Linked DNA regions of Mus musculus: regions 2 and 3 are each linked to region 1. Evidence: chromatin contacts called from public Hi-C data. All regions are on one chromosome and are shown on one strand. Each heading gives the region's core, a stretch centred on a gene start, on an enhancer-like site or on the middle of the called end of the contact. The rest is flanking DNA. Distances are from core to core; before and after follow the strand shown. Region 1 has its middle 38 kb from the start of Gm34745. Region 2 has its middle 37 kb from the start of Gm34581. Region 3 has its middle 72 kb from the start of G2e3.

Region 1 (2,851 bases), core at 96-2,595:
CAAGCCAGTTGCCCAGATCAAAGACTTTGATGAGAATGAGCAGTGAAGCTTAAGTACAGAGCTGAAGTCACCCTTGGCAGCCATTGAGTAGTTAATCAATACTACCACAGAACTCAGGCTCCGTTGACCCACAGCCGAGGTAAACAGATTCCAGGTCGCCAGCAGTCTGTTTCAGAAAACACCTCACAAGCATGTTCAACTTAAAGAAGGCAAACTGAGGCACAGTGCACCGACAGAGCTAGCCCCTGAGGCCAGAGTTCCCACCCCTCCAGTCGCCGATCCCAAGCCAGTGCCTCACTCCAGCCTACCCCCTCCCTGCTCCAACACTTGATATGTGTTGAATACACTCAGTGGTTCTCAACATGTTTTTTCCTTACAGTTCTTTATTAGCAACATTCATTTAGGTTTTGGACTCTTGTCAAATGCAATGTGAATGGAGAGCAGATGCCTTTTCTGAACTCAACAGAACAAGAGGAGAGTCACAGAGCCCATCTTGCCACAATCAAAACTAGTGCTTACAACAACACCCACTGCTGGTGACAGGCTGTGTGGAACTGGGCCAATGCTGATCTAGCAAGAGATGCCAACTCAGTGAGTCAGAAAAATGTTTCAGATGTGCCAGGTCGCTCCGAAATCCCCATCAGGTCCTGGGTAGAATAATTGCCGTGTTCCCCATGAGCAAGGAACCAAGATGAGAAAACACAACATCGCTGGGACAGCGTGTATCGTTCGCATCCTAGCTGGCAGCAAGGCCCGCTGCTTTGAAAAGGGTACCGCGGGCTGCCTGAAAGGCTAAGGTGGCTGGCAGCAATTCAAAAACACAAGATGGAGGGAGAAGCAATTGTGGGAAGGAATTCAAGGCGGACAAAAGGATTAACAGCAAAAGGATGCAGGGTGTACAGGGATGGGTGGTTATGGTTTACCGTGGGTTTAGCAACACTGACGTGTTTTTATGAATATTTACAAGAACATTTGGAAGCTGTGTCTTGCCCACACAGCCTCCGCCCCCAACACTCTTGGTAGAAACTGCACCATATTTAATGAGGCTGGGGATGGGAGGGAAAACTAGGCCTTCTTTGGCTCCCAGATTGGGGTCTCTTTGCCTGGTTGCCAGGACTCCCAGGAGGCAAATAGTCACTGAAAGAAAGTTTAGACAAGACAATCTAGGTCTGAGTACTAGGAAGCCTAGTAATTAAAAGGCATAAGAAGGAAAAATGGTGTTTAAAAGATAAGAAAAGAGTGAAAACTGAGTCTCTGGAAAAAAAGAGTCATTGCGGTGGCTTGTTCTGGTCTTCGGGTAGAGAAGGGACTTTGACCAGTCACTAAAACAGTTGTTTACAAAACCACATCAATTCTTGGTTCTTGTGAGTGGGTCAGCAGGGCTGTTCCCTTTCCCTCCTAAGCCTTCCCTGGCTTCGGTTCAACCTCTTCATCCATCAGAAGAGTCTGCTTTTCTTATTGATTTTGTCCGTTCCCTTGCGGCACGTTACGAGGTGTGTACTGAACGGAAGAGTGACACCCTGGAGCAGAATTCTGACCTGCACTGCCTGCGTTCTCATCGAAGGCCTGCTACTCTGGGAAAGTTGTGTTGGCTCTTTAAATCTCAGTTTCACCCAATTGTACAGCCAAACTGAAAGCAGCTAAGAATCAACAGAGATAAGGCAAGGCACGCAGTGAGGGCTCCAGCACGGCGCAGTCACTTTGTACATGATCGGTACAGTCGCTCATCACACATTTGTCTTCTCATGGGCTGAAAGCAGACTTTTAGTTGATCGCAGACACAGAAACACCTAATGTGGTGGTTTGCATTAGAATGCACCCCCCACCCCATACACTCATATAGTTCAATGCTAAGGTACCAAGGAGTGGAACTATTTGAAAGGATTAGAAGGAATGGGAGGTGTGGTCTTGTTGGAATAGGTGTGTCACTGGGGGTGGGCCTTGAAGTTTCAAAGCCCATGCCAGGCCCACTATCTCTATCCTTTCTATCTATATATATGTACCCCCCTGTCGCCTATGGATCAGAATATAACTACAGCTACAGCACCATGCATGCTACCATGTTCCTGACAGGCTCCTGACAGGATAACGACTAACCTCCTCAAACTATAGGCAAGCCCACAATTAAGTGCTTTCTTGTTATAAGAGTTGCCTCGGTTATGGTGTTCCTTAACAGCAATAGGCCGGTGACTAAAACAACTAGCTGGACTACCAGCAACTACAAAGGCCAGGCAGGTGGCTTTATACTCAAGGAATTTGTGGCAAGCTTCCTTCTGGCTTTATGTAGAACAAGCCTCTGGCAGAATTGTGTTGTCTTCAGCCATGATGGTCTTCAGCATGTTTCTATTAAAGCTGGACCTTTGGGGCTGGAGAGATGACTCAATGGTTAAGAACCCTTAGTGTGCTTCCAGAGGACCAGAGCTCAGTTTTCAGCACCCTTATCAACAAGCAGCTCACAACTTCTTGTGTCCAGTGCCAGGGGATCTGATGCCTCTGGCCTCCAAGGGCACCTGCACTCCTTTGCGAGTGCACGCACACACACACACACACACACACACATGCACACGCACACACTTGAAGAAAGTCCAGATCTTTTCTGAGTATACAGGTCTACACAAAAGCACTTGCTTAGAAAGCATGAGGCCCTAGGTTTAATTCTGGGGTGATGCTCTTGAATTAATCATATATTTCTTATATTTGCTTGCTCACGGCCTTCTCTGCATCTCTTTCTTTGGCTCTGTCCAGGCTCTTTTAAATAAATATAAATAGTTCCTTAGCCAAGCTGTCTCACACCGAGGGAGTATGTCCGTCTTTGTTTGCTTGTTGTCTTCCTCTCAGGCTTCTCTCTGAG
Region 2 (2,851 bases), core at 231-2,730, 180 kb before region 1:
GGAGTGCTAGATTTCTAAACTTTATTTACTAAATAATCACACAGAGCTTGAATTCAAATGTTTTTAACCTAGATTTTTGAGACTTACATGTCGTCAGATACAAGTCAAGAACAGAATACAATATAGAGCATTTTCTTTACTGCATTAGTTTATTTATGGAGGGGGGTCTGTACGGCCATACATGTGTGGTAGTCAGAAACCAGGTTCAGGTCTTTGACCATATGAGTTCCAGGGATTGAGTTCCCGTCATCCAGGTTGACAGCGAGCACAGTTACACTCAGAGTCACCCCCTTGTTCAGAAATGTGCAGTTGCATAGCATCATGGGAAGAATTTAAAGCTCACATCCCCTTGGCATGCTCATAACAACCGTAAGCACATTACCAATTATTTGTCAACTTCAGTTCTTAGCCTGTAGAAAAAAAGCCAAAGCATAGAATTAGCGTGAGAACTAAGTAGTAGAAATGTCTGTGGACTCTATGACACCAGAGTGACGGCTTGGAACTCTCATTATTGTCTTTGTAGTAGAGGAGATGTTGCGTGGTATTTGAGTATTCATTTTGTTTTCCATTTTTATCTTTTTCATTTTTCAGTATTATGTGATTGGCAAATAATAAAAGACAAACATTTATTGAATAGGAGAATGAATAAAAATATTTTGCCTTGACCATTACCATTATAATAGGCTTTTGACTTTGAGTTGCTCAGTTACAGATGGTACATGGCTTTTTGAAATGTTTGAGCTTTCTGTCTTGGTAGCATATCAAATGGTCCACCCTTGCTGGATCAAGCTTAGTGTCTCAAGCAGCAGCTTGTTCTGATCAAAATAATGTATAGCCAACCTACAGACAAATACGGCAGCATGCATTGAGTCTAGCCCTATCTACTAGGATGTACGTAAGCTTAAGGAGCCTACTTTCCAAATATTCTAAATACCAGGTAAGAATGTGAAAGAGTACGACGTGCATCTCTTTAAGTAAAACAAACATAATATGCTCACACTTTCACCTTCCACAAAACATGAGCTTGGAATCACAGAGTGTGTTCTTCCTAGAATCACTGCATCCAGACGTCCAGACATCCCATTCCCCTCACTTCCCTAAGTTTTCACCTCTGTGTAGTGCACACAGACATATGGACAGATCAACAACAGCCCTGAAGGGAGCTGCAGCCACCCAGCATGTACATTTTGCAGTTCCTTCAACCTGTTTCCCATCCTGCCCATCCCCTACGCAAATCAGGTTTGAATGCCCAAGCTTGTCACCTGGTATACAAAAATGCAGTCTAACACTGTATTTATTAGCAAACCCTTTCCCTTATGTTTAATTTATTGTTACGGTTTTTAAATGTACAAACAGTTATACCAGTTTTATACACAAAACCACAGGTACCGTTTTGTATCTGTCAAAATTCCAGCAGCCTGTGGCGAGAGACAGTTGAATAGATGTCCTGTGCTGCCACCTAGTGCTTTGGTGAAGATGTGGCCGTGTTCACGCCTCGGGAAACCAGGAAACAAAGGCGCACATCGTATGGAATAGCTACTCAAGAGCATTAGCAAACAGATGCACGTATGATCCTTGGACCATATTCCCCGCAACCACGCAACCTAGCTTGTTTTCACACAATAGCCGCTTACATCCCTGCTCTTCGCTGGCAAAACTCCGGCCTTCTAGCCTGGGGGCACCTGGTTTAAATCCAAACTGACTGGGCAAGCAAACCCGCTCTCAGTTCTGAGCCTCTTTCTACAGCTCCCATCTGGCCAAGGTTTCCTTGGCAAGTCTCTTTCTCCTGGAGGGACAGTTTGATCTGAATGTCTGGCCTATTACTTCAATTTGGATAGAAGGTATAAAGGAGTCAGACAGCTTTAAAAAAAAATCATTATCTTTAAAATTGACTAAAACAGCAGCCATCTTCTTTGCAGCGTCCAAAAGTGAAGCTTCTGAATTCCTTTCAGCGCCCAGGGTTTGTATCACCGGTTAGACCCTAGGTCTGCCTCTGTGTTCCTCCCCTTATTGCTGCCCGAGTCCCCGAAACACCATTCTTCTCCTCAATTAATAAATTAGCATGTTGCACTTACACAAACAGTATTTTTAAAAGTGCTATATTAGGCACTGGTTAGTGGGTGGATAAAGGAAAAGAAAATAGCCTTTCAGTGTGTCTGTGGATCACCACCTCCTGTCTCTTAGCCTACACTATCCCTTTTCTCTTCAGACCTTCTAAAACCCTGGACCCACTGACCCTTTCACCGTATTGATTCTCTTTCTTTACCTATATGTATGACTCCTATTGTAAGAATATTAGTACTTCACTTAAACCTTTCGACACCCCTCCTTCCAGTAAATTTCTTTTTCCCTGTTTTATCCCAATGCAGTAAATTCACCAAGCCCATATGCTATTGTCTAAATGTGCAGATTAGAGCCAGTCTTTCTACTAGAGCCCAGGAACTGTGTGCCAGGGCTGGGTAGTGCTTCTTTGCCTGACTTCTGAAGGCTCTGACACTAGAAGTTCTCTAAGATCCAACCGTTCTGGCAGTCCGTGTCTCCAGTCATTCACCACTTAGCCTGTAAGGAACTTCACTCTGGTAAATCCTCTTTACCCTCCTGGAAATCATCACTTCGCCATGGCTCTTAACTGAATTTCTTACCACTTGTTTGTTTCTATTTGTCAAATGCTCCATTGTTTTCCATCCTTCGTGTTTTGCTTTTTTAACATGAACTTCATCTGCATTTGATTTTTATATGTTTAACTTTATAAATACTTTTACCTACCCATCCTTTGGACTATCCAGGCTTTGTGATGGTGGTGATTTTGACAGCAATGGCATGAGTGGTTCACAGGTTACCCCTTCTTCAA
Region 3 (2,851 bases), core at 161-2,660, 160 kb after region 1:
CTGAAATGATGGCAGAGCCATGAGACACACAACACAAGCGTCTGTCAGAGAAACCTGCCGTTCAGACAAAGCTCCAAACTTTATCAAGCTGAGTGCAGACAGCAGCTAACCACACTCCAGGTTCCGCTTGCCCCTATTTTACCTTTCTAGGATGCAGGTAGGTGTTTAATAAATCCCACTACTCCTTTGGACAGGAGGAAACAAAACAAAATATAAAGGTCTTCTCCTCATTCCGTATACCTGGGCAATTAAAATTTCTTCTTTCACAGCCAATGGCCCCTGTAGCTGAAGCCTGTTAAAAGTACAAAATTTTTAAGATGTGGGGAATATTTGTGCCAGGGACAATGCTTGACCAAACATAATTAGCCGAATTTAGATAAACTCTCAACCTGGCTTTCTTTAACTTGAATAGAAAAACATCACACACTTCATTGAACATGAATGGATTTGAAAATGAACATTTGGATTATCTGTAAGAATATCTTCCCAGAATAATAGGCCCAAGATTTTTCGATATGCAGCCTAGAGTTCTTTGTTGACCCAAAGAATGCATCGGCCTTCTGTTTTCTCTGTCTACTCCTATTTGCTGATTTTTGTTAATATTTATAATAACAGAAATAGTAGGTGAGGGAAAGCAAGAGAATAACAGATCCATTGAAGTCTTTACTCTTTGTTTTTTTTCCAGTGCTTCTCATGAATTTTCTTGGGGATAATTAGAGATAAATGGTATGGTATTATGTTTGCTCAGATAGCAATACAAAAATGCCTATTTCCGTCATTTTCAGTAATAGACTTTCAAGCTATATTTTCCTCAAACTTGATCCTCATTATTCCAGTAATATTTAAGCTATTAATTTCTCCAGAGAGTGCTTTTTGAAAATGGTAAATTATAAGACAAATCCTAAAATTACATTTTCTTTAATTTACAGTATTGTTCAAGCTGTACCGTTAGCATAAATGAATAGTCTGAGCTGCAGTCTGCAATAAAGCCTTGAGCATTAAACAGTTGGCTTGGAGACAGAAACATTAAGAATATGATTGAATTTTTTTTTTACAGAAGATGAAATAACAGCGTGCGCAAAGGCTCATTTATGATAATTCTAACATTTCTGCTACAGTTATAGAAACGTAACAACATTTACCAAAGAGAAAGGAAGAAAAGAAAGAAAGCGAGAGAGGTGAAGGGCTTTACTTTCTAACCGACTGCAACGATATCCACTTTGCCCTTCGTGAAGCGATATTCGCAGTTACATGTGTTCTCCTTCTTTTGAGTTTCAAGTTTACCCTTTGGAAAAAAAATACAAAAGCAGGGCTTTTCAAAACAGAAGTCAGTGAAAGCAAATGTGTTGGTACTTGATGTTTAAAGCGCAGGCATGGTATAAACATGTAGGGGTGGAAATGGAGTCAGTCAAGCTGCTTGCGACTGGGGAAGACAATGGACTCTATAAGGGGCTATAAAACATCAGCATGCTGACTTATTTCATCACGAAGAGATGCTAATTATGCTAATGTACAATATAGAAGTTTGCCCTGAGTTTAAGGGTATATTTATGTCATTTATTTATTATGCTTCATTACACACTAGTTATAGCCGCTTTCCTTTTGGTTTACCTTTTCCAAGGATGGGAATTTTGAAATAAATATAGGGACTACCTTTCTATACGACTCTGAAGACCACTCTCCTTGAAGACATGGACAATCTGGTTGGTGCATTGCTAACAATAACCAGGGCTAGGCAAGAAAAGGAAACGCTTTAAATTCTCCCAGACTAAAATCACTACCGCCATCTAGTGGTAACTGACTGTGAGTCTCCCAAATTCCAGAACACATCAACAATTTTTTTTTAATGCCATTTTGTTTTTTAAATTCGTGCTTATGTCAGAGAGTTGCGCTTTATAGGGAATTTGGCGAATTGTTGTTAGTTTTCTGGAAGACGACACTACAGTCTGAAGAAACGTGGTGTCGTGAGCTGCAGAGTTTCATTCCTAAAGCCAATGGCATTAAAATGACAGGGCTGCCATGTAGGTAGGGCGACTTGACACCCGTGGGCAGAACACTTACTAATCACCACTGAGTGATAAAAGCCCTTCCAGGGTTCAGGACAGTGCCTGGAAAACAGCCCGCTGGCATGAGAGCAGGTGGGGGTAACCACAGCATCAGAAACTAAGGTGTTTTTAAAGACTTCCATGAGCAGGAGATCGGCCTTTTGCCCGGAGGGAAAGAATGTTAACAGGGGAATCTCACCAAGAAGAATCCCAATGGACAGGCCATGTTAAATTCACCCCAGTTTACTGCAATGAGATTATATGTCCCTTTTTGTCTCATCGCAACTGTCCGCTTCTCGGTTAACCGACATGTAAAAATTCAGTTTTGCCTGTTTCGATGCAGAATCTTGATCTTCTTGCCTCTACCTCCCAAGTCCCAGGATTCCAGGCATTCACTGCCATGGCTGGCTTTGGAGAGATGGTGTGCCGTTCAGGGTGTGAGGCTGTCACTGTCAAGGGGAGGAAAGATGTTAATACATGCTCTCCCTTACAGCATATGCAACACACACACAACTCAGATGAAAATTTTCTTCAGTGAGCGTGGGCTGGGGAGGACTTCAAAAGACAGACAAAACTTAAATCGTCTTGAAAGAGAGAAAATGAATGATACAACCAGAGAAGACCAAGAAAGGTGTGCCCGGCAGTGAAAGTCAGAAGCCTGGAAGACAAGGTGTAGCCCTGCATGTTTGGAGGATCACAGACAACTTCGTCCCTGCAAAAGTTTCTCTTATACACATGTGGCCAAGAAGGTGGGGGAGAGTGGGAATGTGTGGAAATGGATATAGGGGTAGCTATTAGGATGGTCT

The links. A called contact is a pair of places that touch in the nucleus more often than the background predicts.
Region 2: a Hi-C map of cerebral cortex shows a contact between it and region 1, with 3 times the contacts expected there. The contact joins two enhancer-like sites. A contact is called at or near these places in 10 of 484 Hi-C or Micro-C datasets (the HL-1 cell line, cerebellar granule neurons, cerebellum and 4 more).
Region 3: a contact with region 1 is called in a Hi-C map of cortical neurons, with 2.1 times the contacts expected there. The contact joins two enhancer-like sites. A contact is called at or near these places in 8 of 484 Hi-C or Micro-C datasets (the HL-1 cell line, cerebral cortex, cortical neurons and 2 more).

What each region holds. Positions count from the first base shown.
Region 1 is chr12:51,117,571-51,120,421 of GRCm38.p6, forward strand. No RefSeq gene overlaps it. Among named protein-coding and RNA genes, the nearest start is that of Gm34745, 38 kb to the right of the region's middle. Within about 2 kb of position 1,346, at least 57 of the 459 cell types and tissues checked have an H3K27ac peak or open chromatin away from gene starts, as enhancers often do. A contact at or near this core is called in cerebellum, cerebral cortex, cortical neurons and 1 more, where this site is marked.
Region 2 is chr12:50,942,356-50,945,206 of GRCm38.p6, forward strand. No RefSeq gene overlaps it. Among named protein-coding and RNA genes, the nearest start is that of Gm34581, 37 kb to the right of the region's middle. Within about 2 kb of position 1,481, at least 42 of the 459 cell types and tissues checked have an H3K27ac peak or open chromatin away from gene starts, as enhancers often do. A contact at or near this core is called in cerebellum, cerebral cortex, cortical neurons and 1 more, where this site is marked.
Region 3 is chr12:51,274,596-51,277,446 of GRCm38.p6, forward strand. No RefSeq gene overlaps it. Among named protein-coding and RNA genes, the nearest start is that of G2e3, 72 kb to the right of the region's middle. Within about 2 kb of position 1,411, at least 5 of the 459 cell types and tissues checked have an H3K27ac peak or open chromatin away from gene starts, as enhancers often do. A contact at or near this core is called in cortical neurons, where this site is marked.